2 separate regions of the Macaca mulatta genome follow, and region 2 is linked to region 1. The links are chromatin contacts, called in public Hi-C maps. All regions are on one chromosome and are shown on one strand. The core of a region is the stretch at or near the end of the contact, and the rest is flanking DNA. Distances in the headings are between cores, read along the strand shown.

What was found. Hi-C and Micro-C count contacts between places; a contact is called where the count stands out from the background.
Region 2: a contact with region 1 is called in a Hi-C map of liver, with 3 times the contacts expected there. The contact joins the promoter of NEK5 here to the promoter of ATP7B in region 1. A contact is called at or near these places in 4 of 14 Hi-C or Micro-C datasets (CD4 T cells, fetal cortex germinal zone, fibroblasts and 1 more).

The regions. Positions count from the first base shown.
Region 1 is chr17:31,245,883-31,252,029 of T2T-MMU8v2.0, reverse strand. ATP7B (ATPase copper transporting beta) reads left to right here and starts at 2,770. Exons shown (of 23, transcript XR_013407653.1): 1 at 2,770-3,178; 2 at 3,649-3,753. ALG11 (ALG11 alpha-1,2-mannosyltransferase) reads right to left here and starts at 2,648. Exons shown (of 4, transcript NM_001190890.2): 1 at 2,605-2,648. The coding sequence starts at 2,648.
Region 2 is chr17:31,358,037-31,364,850 of T2T-MMU8v2.0, reverse strand. It overlaps NEK5 (NIMA related kinase 5), which reads left to right and starts at 1,529. Exons shown (of 23, transcript XM_015121121.3): 1 at 1,529-1,596; 2 at 1,687-1,825. The coding sequence starts at 1,709.

The sequences.
Region 1 (6,147 bases), core at 1,521-4,020:
GAACAAATCCTCATTTGTTCCTATTGTGAACAAATCTCATGTGGGATTTCCTATTGTGTACTTGAAGAGGTATTTGACTCTATTTGAAATCCCACACGAGCACTTTATTTCAAAGCTAAAATAATTGGTCTAAAATAATTTGGTCTTTATAGTCTTTACACACCTTTATACCCTTAAAAATTTTACTGAAGATCCAATCTTTTGTTTACATCAGAGTTTCTCATCCTTGACACTACTGACATTTTGGACTAAATAATTCTTTGTTGGGGAGGTTGTACTATGTATTATATTTAGTAGCATCTTTGGTCTTGACCCACTAGATGCCAGTAGCACCCTCCCAATCAAAATTATCAGTTGGGCATGGTGGCTCATGCCTGTAATCCCAATACTTTGGGAGAATGAGATGGGAGGATTGCTTGAGCCCAGGAGTTCCAGGCTGTAGTAAGCTATGATCGTGCCACTGCACTCCAGCCTGGGCAACAGAGCAAGACTCTATCTCTAAAACAATGTAATTAAAAAAAAAACAAAAAACCCCTCCAGATATTGCCAAATGCCATATGCCTTGTGAAGGGCAAAAATCACCCCAATTGAGAACCAGTGGTTTACACTGTTTATATCTACCAATATTTAGCATATAAGAAATGAAAACTAAAGAACTTTAAAATTTTTATGAATTCATTTGAAAATAAAAATTCTTTCATAACACATTAAGTGAATGTTTTTATTAAAAAACAATATTTTCCAAAGCAAAAAAAGAAATTTAGCAAGAAGGGTGCCAATGATTTACATTTTTTGCAAATCTTTTTAATGTCTGGCTTGATGTGAAACCAGACAGTGGCTCCTCTTTTCTGTTTCTGCATTCAATCTGTAGTGATAAGTTGTTTTTGTTGAAGTATATGAAGAAAATTCAGGCTAACTTAGATATGTAGTAGGAAAAGGGAGTATATTTTAATACATATTGAGCTTACATTTAAAATATATTTAATTTTTCACCTAGTTACAGATATTGTTCTTTGATGCTAGGCCACATTTGACAAGTTATGCAATTTCTTAATGTCAGTTGCAATGCAGACTCTGAAATCCTATTAATGACCTTTTCACACTGTTAATTAAAATCCACTATCACTTAGTTTTATCCGCTATCACTTTTGCACTTCTCAACACAGTAAAATAGGCAAATATTACCTTAATGTTATTACAAAAACAGATTTGTTGAGGACCCATTGAAGGGCCTCGGGACCTGCATGGTTCATGGAACACAATTAAGAACCACTGCCTTAAAGGACGAACACAGTCTGACAAAAGTGGTAAGATTTACCATTTATTTAACATTTGGAATGTATGAATTAATAAAAGCAACACTACAGAGGACAGTTTGTTTTCTCAGGACAAGCTTTCAAAAGCTTATTTAAAATGCAGCTACCCCATAATGAAAAGACGTTTCTGGCAATTCCTTCAAATAATTTAGGTGGGAAAATTAATGTGATAGGCTTTTCAAACTGAACTATTAAACATTTAACTTAAAAGCTGAATAATGACTAAAGTTAAACCTGTCCTTTAAGTCTGGTTAGTGAGTTTATTTAGCCATTATAATGTAAAGCACTGAGGAATATTCCCTATGGCAGGGAAGAACCAAAAGGCTCTGATAATAGACTTTCTCATTCAAAATGTTTAAAGTAATGATTACAGAATTTGAAGTAGAGGGGACAAAAATGAAGAAGTGCCTGAACTTTTGAGAGAATTAGGTACATACTGCTATTCAGAAAGCTATGGTGTTAATTATAAATTTTCAGCCTGAACAAAAATATGTAGGTGGTAAAAAAAGCTAGGTAGGTAGAATATACTAGGCTTTCTGTTTTATTAGTGGAGGGCAAGGCATTTAAAATTCAGTAGTACTACAACAACAAAGGTGGAAAAAAGTATGGGAGTTTTTTCACCAAAATGTTAACAGTGGCTATCTCCGGATGGTAGCACTCCGGGGGGTTTTTCCTTTTACTCATCTATTTGCTAGATTCTTTTTCTAGAAGAAACAGCGTATACACGTAATACAAATAAAATAATATTTTATGCAACTTCTTACATCAATCATAAAAATTAAAATAACAGATTATCAAAAAGCAGAGGATTCAACATAAGCTTTATATTGAAGTGACGTGTTAACAATGGCACTTTTGGTGAGTTTAAGAGGAGAAACTAAGAGATGAGAAGGAAGATCCGGTTTCTTCTTTACTGAAGAGAGACATGATAGATTGGAAAATGTCTCGTAGCTCAATCGTAAAGAAAAATGAGGAATGAATATGAATAATTTATGACAGACTAACTGGAGTGTGAAAGAGAAAGAAAAAGCTGAAGCAGGAAAGGTAACTCGACCACTCAGCCAACAGTGAAACAGAAGAAAACGCGGTAAATTGAGTTTTTAAGACCTAGTCTGTTCCAGTCTATATAGAACACCCCAAAGAAAAAGGAAGACTGCTCATTGGCCTGAGAAATTACCTTAGATTCATGACAAGGAAGGCCATTTACTCGCAAAATTTAGCCGCACTGGACGGGCAAGTATCACTACAGAAGAGAAAACGTCTGTGAGCCCCACGACCGGCTCCTCACCTCAACAACTTGCACAGGTACCAGCTCCTTTCGCCGTCCGCCATCTTCCGCCGACCCCCGAACTCAGGAAACGCTTCACTTTCCTCTTCTCTATTGGCTCCTGAGAAAGCGAGCCATGCTCGCTCCGCCCTCACGGGCCAATTGCGCGTTACAATTGGTTGCTGGTAGCCGCTTCCCACGGCCTTCCAGCCAATAGAATATGCCGAGACGTAGACTAGTGTTCGGCCTGGCGCACACGGCACCCGCCCCCTTGGGCGGGACAGCAGCGGGGGTTGGGCTCAGGAGGGCGTGGCCTGTGATTGACAGCCGTCGCTCCTTCCCTTGCCCCTCTCCCCAACTGGAAGCCCCCGCCTGGGCGCCTGCGCCCCTCTCTGCGGCCCAGAGCCCGTCGCCCGTTGGAGGCCATTGGCTGGCCTTTGCGCACCGCGGATCGATTTTCCAGGTGCGGAGTTCACTGTCGCCGCGGTTGCTTCCTTTGGGACCCGCGGCGCCCGGCAGTCAGTCGCAGAGTCCGAGGAGGGGGCAGCGCAGAGCGGACCCGACGTGGCGCCACCCGGCACCTTCCCCGCAGACGGTGGGTGAGCCTTGCGAGCTGCGTCTGCTGCCCGGCTCTGCGCCGCTCACCTGCCCTCCCCCTCCCGCACACGCTTGAGATCCCAGTACAGTGTCGGAGCGCACCAGCGCGAGGTGACTGAGACTGCGGAGGAGGACGGGCCTCCGCCCTGCGGCGCCGGCACGGCAGAGGACACTTAGGCACCGGCGGGGCCGGCAGTTCCAGGGCGGGCACTCCCAGCCCCCTGGGGAGTGGGCGAGGGTCCGAGGCCCACTCTCCCCTCGCGCTCTCATCCGCACGCCCCCAGGTCGGGAGGACGGCGGCGCGCAACTTTGAATCATCCGTGTGGCGAGGGCTGCAGCTTCCCCGGTCCCTAATTAAGGGGCGGTTCCCGGACCCCTCTTGGCATTAGAGCCGAGCCGCGCCGATGCCCTCGCGCTCCGCGCATCCCCTCCCCGGATTTTAACACCACACTGTCCTCTGCCGACCAGGTGACCTTTGGCTCTGAGCCGGATCAGAGAAGAATTCGGTGTCCGCGCGGGACGATGCCTGAGCAGGAGAGACAGATCACTGCCAGAGAGGGGGCCAGTCGGAAAGTGAGTTTTGTTACCCCGCTCCCGCGCAGCGAGCTCACTCCCACCAGGAGGACTTCCCTCCCCGTGTCCTACGCTTACTCGACCCCAGGGGGTGCGCAGGCAAGGCCGAGCCAGACCCCCAGCTCCAGGGGCGTCGTGGCGTGGGAGAAAAGGACACTTTAGAAAAAGCGTGCGGTCAACTGGTGTTTGGGAACGATGGAAAACCCCACACCTCAAAATGCATCTTTATGCTTTTAAGGGATCTGATGCTGGAGAGGTAAAATGAGCATCTAGTTGCTGTGCTAGAGCCCTAATGGCTCAAAACGATGAAGTTAGTTACCTGGAGAAGTTACTCAGAGCCTGGTGCTTGGACCAGATATGGTATATCGAGGCCCTGGAACTTTTATAACTGTTTTAAGTTCATTTTAATTGTACAAGTAATACATTAAAACAACCTTTTAAAAATGCAAACAGCACAGAAATATTTTGCACGAAAAGCAGATCTATTTTTCAGTATTTTTCTATTCATGTACGTATGTCTTCATTTGGCAGATATTTATTGAGAACTATGTTTCAGGCACAATGTTGAAGAGTTGATACATGTATCTATATGTAATATGCACACACTCAAGAGAAATCTTTAGGTTTCGTTTGTGTGAGGTGTTAAAATTTTTGTTTTACCTAAATGAGATCACTGTATGTGTATTCTCTAACTTTTTTCAGTTTAACAATGTATCTTAGAGATTGTTTCACTAGCTGTCTAATTCAGTGCAACCTCTGCACAGTTTGAACGCATCATAGTTTATTCATGGTTTCCTAGTGGTGGACATTCTGTTTGCTACTTTTTTCCCCTCTCTCTCTCTTAGAAGTGAACGTCTTTGTACATGATTTTTAATGCTGACGCTGTTTCTTTAGGATAGATACTTAGGCCTGGATTGCTGGACAGAACAGTAGGCTGTTTCTTTTCCACAGATTTCTGAAACTAATTCAGCAACATTGCTGGGTGCCGTTTAGTAGTGAATTCATCTAGGCTGCAGTGATACAGAAATGAAAACTAATGGATTAGTGGATGGACAGAGAGAGGCTGGTTGGTAGGTGGTTTGTACGGTATGATGACTATGCATTTGATAGGGGTATGAAGAAATATTGGGAGCGGTGGCTTGTGCAGCGGAGATTTCAACTTCCTACAATGTCCCCACCTAGAGAAAAAAATCCTGATCCTTCAAATCAAGATCAAGACCTGCCACCTCCTTGAAACGTTCTGTAACTGCTCCTGCCCATGTTGACCTGTCTTCTGGAATCCTCTGATAATAGCGTTGACCAATGTTATTGAGCTTACTGTGTGCTGGGCATTGCGTTAGGCACTCATATCCCTCTATGTGCACTCTTGTGTTTAATCCTCACAAAAACCCTTTGATGTAGATATTATATCTTGTTATCAACATTTATTCAACAAATATTTTTTTGAGTGCTATATGCCAGGCGTTTTAGACACTGGGGATTTAGGTAGCACCAAGACCTTGCCCTTATGAATTTACTTCCTAGTCGGAGATAGGAAAAAAAAGGGCGTAAACAAATATATAGTGTAGAAGTTAAGGGAAAACTTCTTCTGTGTCCCGTGAAGCGTCACTGAAAAATCAGCTGACAGATGGCAGATTAATAGGAGAGAAGGCATACACATTTACTAACGTGCCGTGAGAGTCTTACAAAATACAATCTCAAAGGAAGGCAAGATGGTTGCCACTTTTATACTATCTTGAGGTTACAGAAAGAGTGGGGGCTCTAAGCTTGGCCAAAAACAGGTTGTGTTTGTAAATCAGGTTATAGGAGGGAGAGAAGAGGAGACCTGGCTAGCAAAGGTGGTCTTATGTAGATGAAACCTCACAGGTAGCAGCCCTCAGGGAGAAGAAATGTTTCAGACCTTGAAGGTGCCAAACTCAGCTGATCTCACCCAGATCCAGACAAGGAAGGGCCCTCTGAGAAAAACTGGCTGCATCAATGGAGATTCTCTACAGATGCTCATCTCCCTCACAGTAGGACTACTTTTGTCTGTAGGCCCTCTGAACGGCCATCTCAAAATATTTCAAATAAGTCTATTTTGAGGTGAAATGTTTTGGTTTCCTTCAGTAGCTTTATTTCAGGTACTAGTTAGTACTGTGAAGAAAATAAAGCAGTTTGGGTCCAGGAGTTCAAGACCAACCTGGGCAGCATATCAAGACATCGTTTCTACCAAAAAAAAAAAAAAAGGCTGGGCATAGTGATGTGTGCCTGTTGAACCGACTACTCTGAAGGCTGAGGCAGGAGGATGGCTTGAGCCCAGGAGTTTGAGGCTGCAGTGAGCTGTGATCCTACCACTGCACTTCAGCCTGAGTGACAAAGCAAGATCCTGTCTACAAAAAAAAAAAAAAAAAAAAA
Region 2 (6,814 bases), core at 280-2,779, 110 kb before region 1:
ACTGTGTGGACGGGTCCCCAGGCCATTCCAGCCTCGCGCCCCGCCCGCGTTTCCTTGCGCGGCTCCGCCCGGCCGCGGGGAGGTGCAGCGGCCCCGGGAACCCGGATCCTTCTGAGACGCTTAGTTGGCCCCGCGGAGCCGGCGGAGCAGGTATGCTGCAGGGGCCGCCCTTAGTCCTTGCCTGGAGCCGCCACAGGGCTTCAGGAACTGGGCAGGGTGGGGGAAAGGGATAGAGTCTCTGCCTGGGGCGGCGGGGGCGGCCCAGAAAAGGCCTAGCGTCCCGGGCGCGTCGGTCTCTATGGCAACGCTCCTCACGCTGAGCGCGGGTCCCGGTAAGCGTCTTGCCACCCACCCGCGGCCGCCTCCAGGGGCGGCCCTAGGGGAGAAGGAATTTTCCTAACTTGGGGGCTTCCACCCTCTGGTGCCACTTGGGCGGGAGGGTCGCGGGCCCTCAGTTCCCAGCTGGTCACCCCTGGCCCCTAGTCTGTATGCGTTTCTCTCAGAACCCCGTCCTCCGGTGTCTGCAGCCTCTCCTGGCTGCGGAGCTGGTTCCCAGCCCCCTGCAACCTAATTGTACCCACTTCCTACCGTGACATGAAATTATTCGAAAACAACCCCCCGCTCACCCCATTAACAACAACAGCAACAACAGCAACAAAACTGTATTATGCCCTAACTGTAGCATAAAGAGGAAACAGAAGGAAAGCAATAAGTAAGAAAGTACATATTTCAATCTGAAAATGCTCGACACTACTACCCTTGGCAAAAGTAGAGAAGCAGCCAGTAGCCGCGCCTGGGCAGTCGCCTGAACGTGATGGCAGCAAATGCAGATTGTTAGGTCTCCGGGACCAGGGGCAGCGTGGCCAGTGAAGGGCGTGATTTTCCCAAATGGTGAACAATTCTTGGTAAACCTCCAAACCAAACAAAGTGCAATCAAGCCTTGATTTACATGTAGTTGCATTCCTTGAAAAAAAAAAAAAATCAGTGTTCATTAAAACTGCAAAAATGCTTAGCATTTCGATGTAAAATAGTTTGGTTGTAGCCACAGATAATTACAAATGGATTTTTCCGCACACATGAGTGTATAGGAAGACTCTACAAGATTGTAGGGCCGCAGGGTAATCCTTTATTGTGCGGGACTGTCTGTCGGATCGCAGAATCCTAGCATCTCAGGCCCCAACCACCTGTCCATCTCTTGCCTCTGAATCTCGGGGAAACAGCTTCCCCACCCCCATATATTTCCAAAATTCCCCCTAGGGGGCAGTACGTCCCCATTAAGAAAGGCTGGACTGTGAAAAGTACACAAGCCTAAGGACATTCCTGCTTTATAAAGCTGCCAAGCACCGGATATGTAGTATCTTTCATTCTCAGAACAAACTTGCAAAACAGATATTGTTATTCCGTTTTAGAAATTAGGAAAGTGCGGTTTTGCCAAGTTAAGTGACTTACCCAGGAACGCAGGGCAAAAGTGTATCAAAGCTGAGCTATGACCCATGTCTGACCAAGAAACTCTGTTTCATTTCAGTTGTTATCTGTGGCCACAAGGAAAGTTACTTGTCTCTGTCTTGGCAACGCTGGGAGGAAAGTTTTATCAAAGTGAGTTCTTTTACACTTTAGTCATCAATTTTCTGACTTTTTTAGTCTTTATGAGACATGTGTGATAAATTTACATTACTCTAATTCCAGGAACCTCACCCCATTGGAGACCATGGATAAGTACGATGTGATTAAGGCCATCGGGAAAGGTGCCTTCGGGAAAGCATACTTAGCTAAAGGGAAATCAGATAGCAAGCACTGTGTCATAAAAGAGATCAATTTTGAAAAGGTAAAGTTAAGAAGTTCAAATATCTGTTAATTTTCAGTGGGATATTCAGCTGGCTTTTAATCCAATATAAAAAGGAAATTTTTATTTTTTATAATTACGAATTTTAAGCCATAATTGATTTTTGTTAATTCAACCTTCTAAGTCCGTTGTTCAAACACAACCAATGATCTTGTTTTTAAAAAGAGGCTGGACACAGTGGCTCACCCCTATAATCGCAGCACTTTTGACGGCCAAAGTGGAAGGATTGTGTGAAGCCAGGAGTTCAAGATAGCCTGGGCAACATAGTTGCCTACAAAAAAAAAATTTTTTTTAATGAAAATAGAAAAGAAATAAGATCACCTCTCTGTGGCTCCTATGGCCCTCCTTAGGGTGCCCTGAAAGGCCCTATGAGATGCCAGCCTCCTGTGTTGCCCTGACTTTTCTCTGTGGTGCACTTCCTCTCTCCTTATTCAGGTCCTCAACAAGGGGTTTTCTGCAAACATCCTAGCTAATGTAGCTCCCCAGCCACAATCACACCTTATCACCTTATCACACCACCCTGGTTTTCTGGTTTCTTTTTTGTTTTTCTTTCTTTTCTTTTTTTTTTTTTTTTTTTTTTGTTAGGGGGAATCTCGCTCTGTCACTTAGGCTAGAGTACAGTGGCATGATCTCAGCTCACTGTAGCCTCCACCTCCAGGGTTCAAGCAATTCTCCCACTTCAGCCTCCCGAGTAGCTGGACTACAGGTGCATGCCACCACGCTTGGCTAATTTTTTGTATTTTTAGTAGAGATGGAGTTTCACCATGTTGCCCAGGCTGGTCTTGAATTCCTGAACTCAAGTGATCTGCCTGCCTCAGCCTCCCAAAGTGCTGGCATTACAGGCATGAGCCTCTGCTCCTGGCCTGGCTTATTTTCTTACTAGCATAATGCTCTGTAATTACTTTGCTCTCTTAATTATTCATTTGTTTATTGCTTGTCTTCCTCAGTATGCAGAACAGTTCCTGACACATAATAGATGCTAAACAAATTTATTGAGTGCACTGAATGAATAGAGGAAAACCATGTGTAATTGTTGGTCTAATGAGTTTGGAAAATAAATATAGTTAATTAAAAATTAATCATTTTTGCTAAATCCACCTTAGTCAGTGTTTATGTCACCCTCTTTAGTGATACATTCATTTCAAAATATATTGGGACAATAATGTCCATTGTTTGCTAGAATTAATTTTAAGGCAAGTCTTGTTGGTCAGCTTCTAGAGAATTTATAAATGAGAGTAGCATAAAAAGTTCCATACAAAGCGTGTGCAAAATGGACTACCCAAGTTACACCATGTGAATATACTTAATGCCATTGAATTGTACACTTAAAAATTTGGTTAAAATGATATAAATTTTATTTTACCACAAAAAAATTGCAAGAAAACCTACCCAAACTGAAAGCTCAAGAGTAGATAACTGGCTTCCAGGGATAATGATTTATTTCCCAATATAGGTCTCTTTTGTGAATCCATGGCATATTCATAATAATGTCCTCTATTCTAGTCTAGCTTCCTTCCGTGACATTATTCTGCTCACTCTCTTTTGTTTATCTGACTGCTCTCCCTCAGGCTTATCTCTCTCTTCACCCTCTATATGTCCTCAACCATGTGTCCTTTTCTGACCTTCTCTTTCTGTCCATTGTCACCTAAACTGCCCCACTTCAGTGTTTACCACTAAGTAGATCACTCTTAAATCTCTGTCTCTACCCCTGACATCATTCAGTACCCTAGTTCTGCATTTCTTCTGCCAGCTAGATAACTTCAGGTAATATCTGTGTTATTATTATTATTATTATTATTATTATTTTGAGATGGAGTCTCGCTGTGTCGCCCAGGCTGGAGTGCAGTGGTGCGATCTCGGCTCACTGCAAGCTCCACCTCCCAGGTTCACGCCATTCTCCTGCCTCAGCCTCCCAAGTAGCTGGGACTATAGGTGCTCGCCACCACGCCTGGCTAATTTTTTGTATTTTTAGTAGAGACAGGATTTCACCATGTTAGCCAGGATGGTCTCCATCTCCCGACCTCATGATCCACCTGTCTCAGCCTCCCAAAGTGCTGGGATTACAGGCGTGAGCCACCTCGCCTGGCCAATATCTGTGTTATTAATCTATTGCTGTGTAACATATTATCCCAAACTTAGTGGCTTAAAGAATAAACATTTATTATCTTGGAGATCCTGTGCATCAAGAATTTAGGATGATGATCATTGAGACCACCTTGGAGGCTAGGTATCACAATTGTACCCAAAAACAAGTATTAATAGCAATTCTTCCTTGTTGTAAGCAGACCCACTTCACCTCCTATGTGCTGCGCTGTATTAATGTCATCAATGTCCTTATGGCTGCCAGCCTCAAAACCTTGGGATCATTTGTGAGCTTATTCCTTCTCCACATTCAATTATTTGGTGAATACTGTTGACTCTTCCCCTTCCTTGAATTTGCTTCAGTCCTTTTGTCGAGGGCCTGGATCACTTGGATCCTTCAAGTGGCTCCAGCCCAATTTTGATAGTGCTCCAGCCATGCCCCTAAACCTTCACTGGGACAGAGGCTGTAAAGAAAGAGTTGCCTAGGTTTGACTACATAAAAATAGAAAACGTTTGTATGTCAAAACAAACACTATAAATAAATTCAAAGAAAACTGAAAAGGTGCCAAAAATATTTGCAAGTATTGACTTAATGGTGTTAACCTTTTATTAAGTCAATAAAAAGTTAAAATCCATGTATGAAGTCATCATACAAAAATTTGAAACTCATTAGAAAACTAAGAAATTAGGAGTTTATTCAAAGAAAAACCCCACAGATAAAGTTAGAAAACAAATGTCCAACTGTAGGTAATTTGTTAAGTAATTTATAAAAAACTAGGTGGCTATTAGAAATCATGTTGTAGGTAAAGCATTGACATGGGGAAAATTTCAATGTTCGCAATGTTTGAGAAAATAGTAAGTGTAGAATGATATAATCTTTGTAAAAATATATATATTCTCCATATATATGTATACCTACAAATATGTTCATATATGTACAAAGAAAAAGAGACACAGATTGTTATTATTGAGGTAGAAAGTGGGGTTTGCCTGGTGCATTTTTTTTTTTTTCTTTTGAGACGGAGTCTCGCTCTGTCGCCCAGGCTGGAGTGCAGTGGCGCAATCTTGGCTCACTGTAAGATCTGCCTCCCAGGTTCACACCATTCTCCTGCCTCAGCCTCCTGAGTAGCTGGGACTACAGGCACCTCCCATCACGTCTGGCTAATTTTCTGTATTTTCAGTAGAGATGGGGTTTCATTGTGTTAGCCAGGATGGTCTCAATTTCCTGACCTCGTGATCCGCCCATCTCAGCCTCCCAAAGTGCTGGGATTACAGGCGTGAGCCACTGCGCCTGGCCTGCCTTGTGCATTTTTTCTTTCTTTCTTTCTTCTTTTTTTTTTTTTTGAGACAGGGTTTCATTCTGTTGCCCAGGCAGGAGTGCAGTGGCATCATCATAGCTCACTGTAACCTCGAACAAGCCATCCTCCTGCCTCAGCCTCCTGAGTAGCTAGGACTGCAAGCATGCGCCACCACACCCAGGTAATTTTGAATTTTTTTTAGAGACAGGATCTTGTTATGTTGCCCAGGCTGGCCTCAAGTGATCCTCCCGCTTTGGCCTCCCAAAGTGCTGGAATTACAGGTGTGAGCCACTGTGCCTGGTCTGCCTTGTGTTTTTATACTGTTTCACTCTTCAGAGAAGTTTTGAGACCCTCTCTGATTTGCTCCAAAATTACGGCTCCTATCACATACCCTACTTTTTTTTTTTCCCACTCCAGCCTCTGCATTTGGTTACAGGCTTGCTTCTCCCAAGGTCCTTGCCTGCTGATCTCCCAGCATCAGGATCCCACTTGTTCAAGGCTGAGTTCCACCATACCTCCAGAATCCTCCCACTTTAAAGAATTTCTCTTTCTCTGTAAACTTGCGTAACTTTTATTGGAACCTCTGTTATAGTACTGACTGCTTTCTTTCTGGACATGCTTTGGCTGTTTATTTTGTGCCTTCTCCTCCTTATTTAGCTGTAACATGTTCTGTGAGGACTGAGTCCATGTGAATTTCGTGCTGGCATTCCACACAGCACCTAATAATAATGCTTGGTGCCAGGAGATATTCATCAACTTCTTATTGGATAGATGATTCACTGGACAGATGCTTTCCGGCCCTCTTGCTCTATTGCAAAGCTGGTATATACTTAGGAATTATAAAACCATTTTAATTCTATGTAAGGAGAAAATACTTGAGAGGTGAATCTCTATAAAAATGTACATTACTTCATTTCAGAGCATCTCTCCCATTCTTTAGTATAATCAAAAATTGACTATAGTTTTGTAATAGAGCACCAATTTTTTCATCACTTTACTCATGAACTACCCTTGTCACCATGCCATAAATAAGTAGAATCTTATATTAGACCTCATTATTCTTGTTTTCCGATATCTCTTTATGTTGTCGAATTTACCTGTAACATCTGTCACAATACTAACATTTATTACTTCTTTCTTCCTATCTACTCTCATGTAGTTTTTCATTACTTCTTATCTAGAGAAATTTCTATTTCTTCTCTCTAATGCCTCCCTACTCCCTACACTAGACCCCAGAAGTAAATTGCTTATTTTCTTACAGGTACCAAAAAGCTAATATTTTCTGTTATCATCCTACCATTATAAAGCATGTTCTTTTCCTTCTGTGCTCAAATAGAAGTGTTTTATCTTTCCTCAATTATGAAAATAAAAATGTTCATTGTAGAAATTTTGAAAGGAACCAAAGGGGAAAATAAGACCATTTAGAGGAAAATAAAAATAGCATATAACCTCTTTCTTAATCACTATGAACATTTTGCTGAATTTCTCTCTAGACTATTTTTAATATATAAATATGTAAGTTATTAGAATGATTGGTGTCATGGTGGATATACTCTTTTTTTTTTGAGATGGAGTCTCGCTCTGTTGCCCA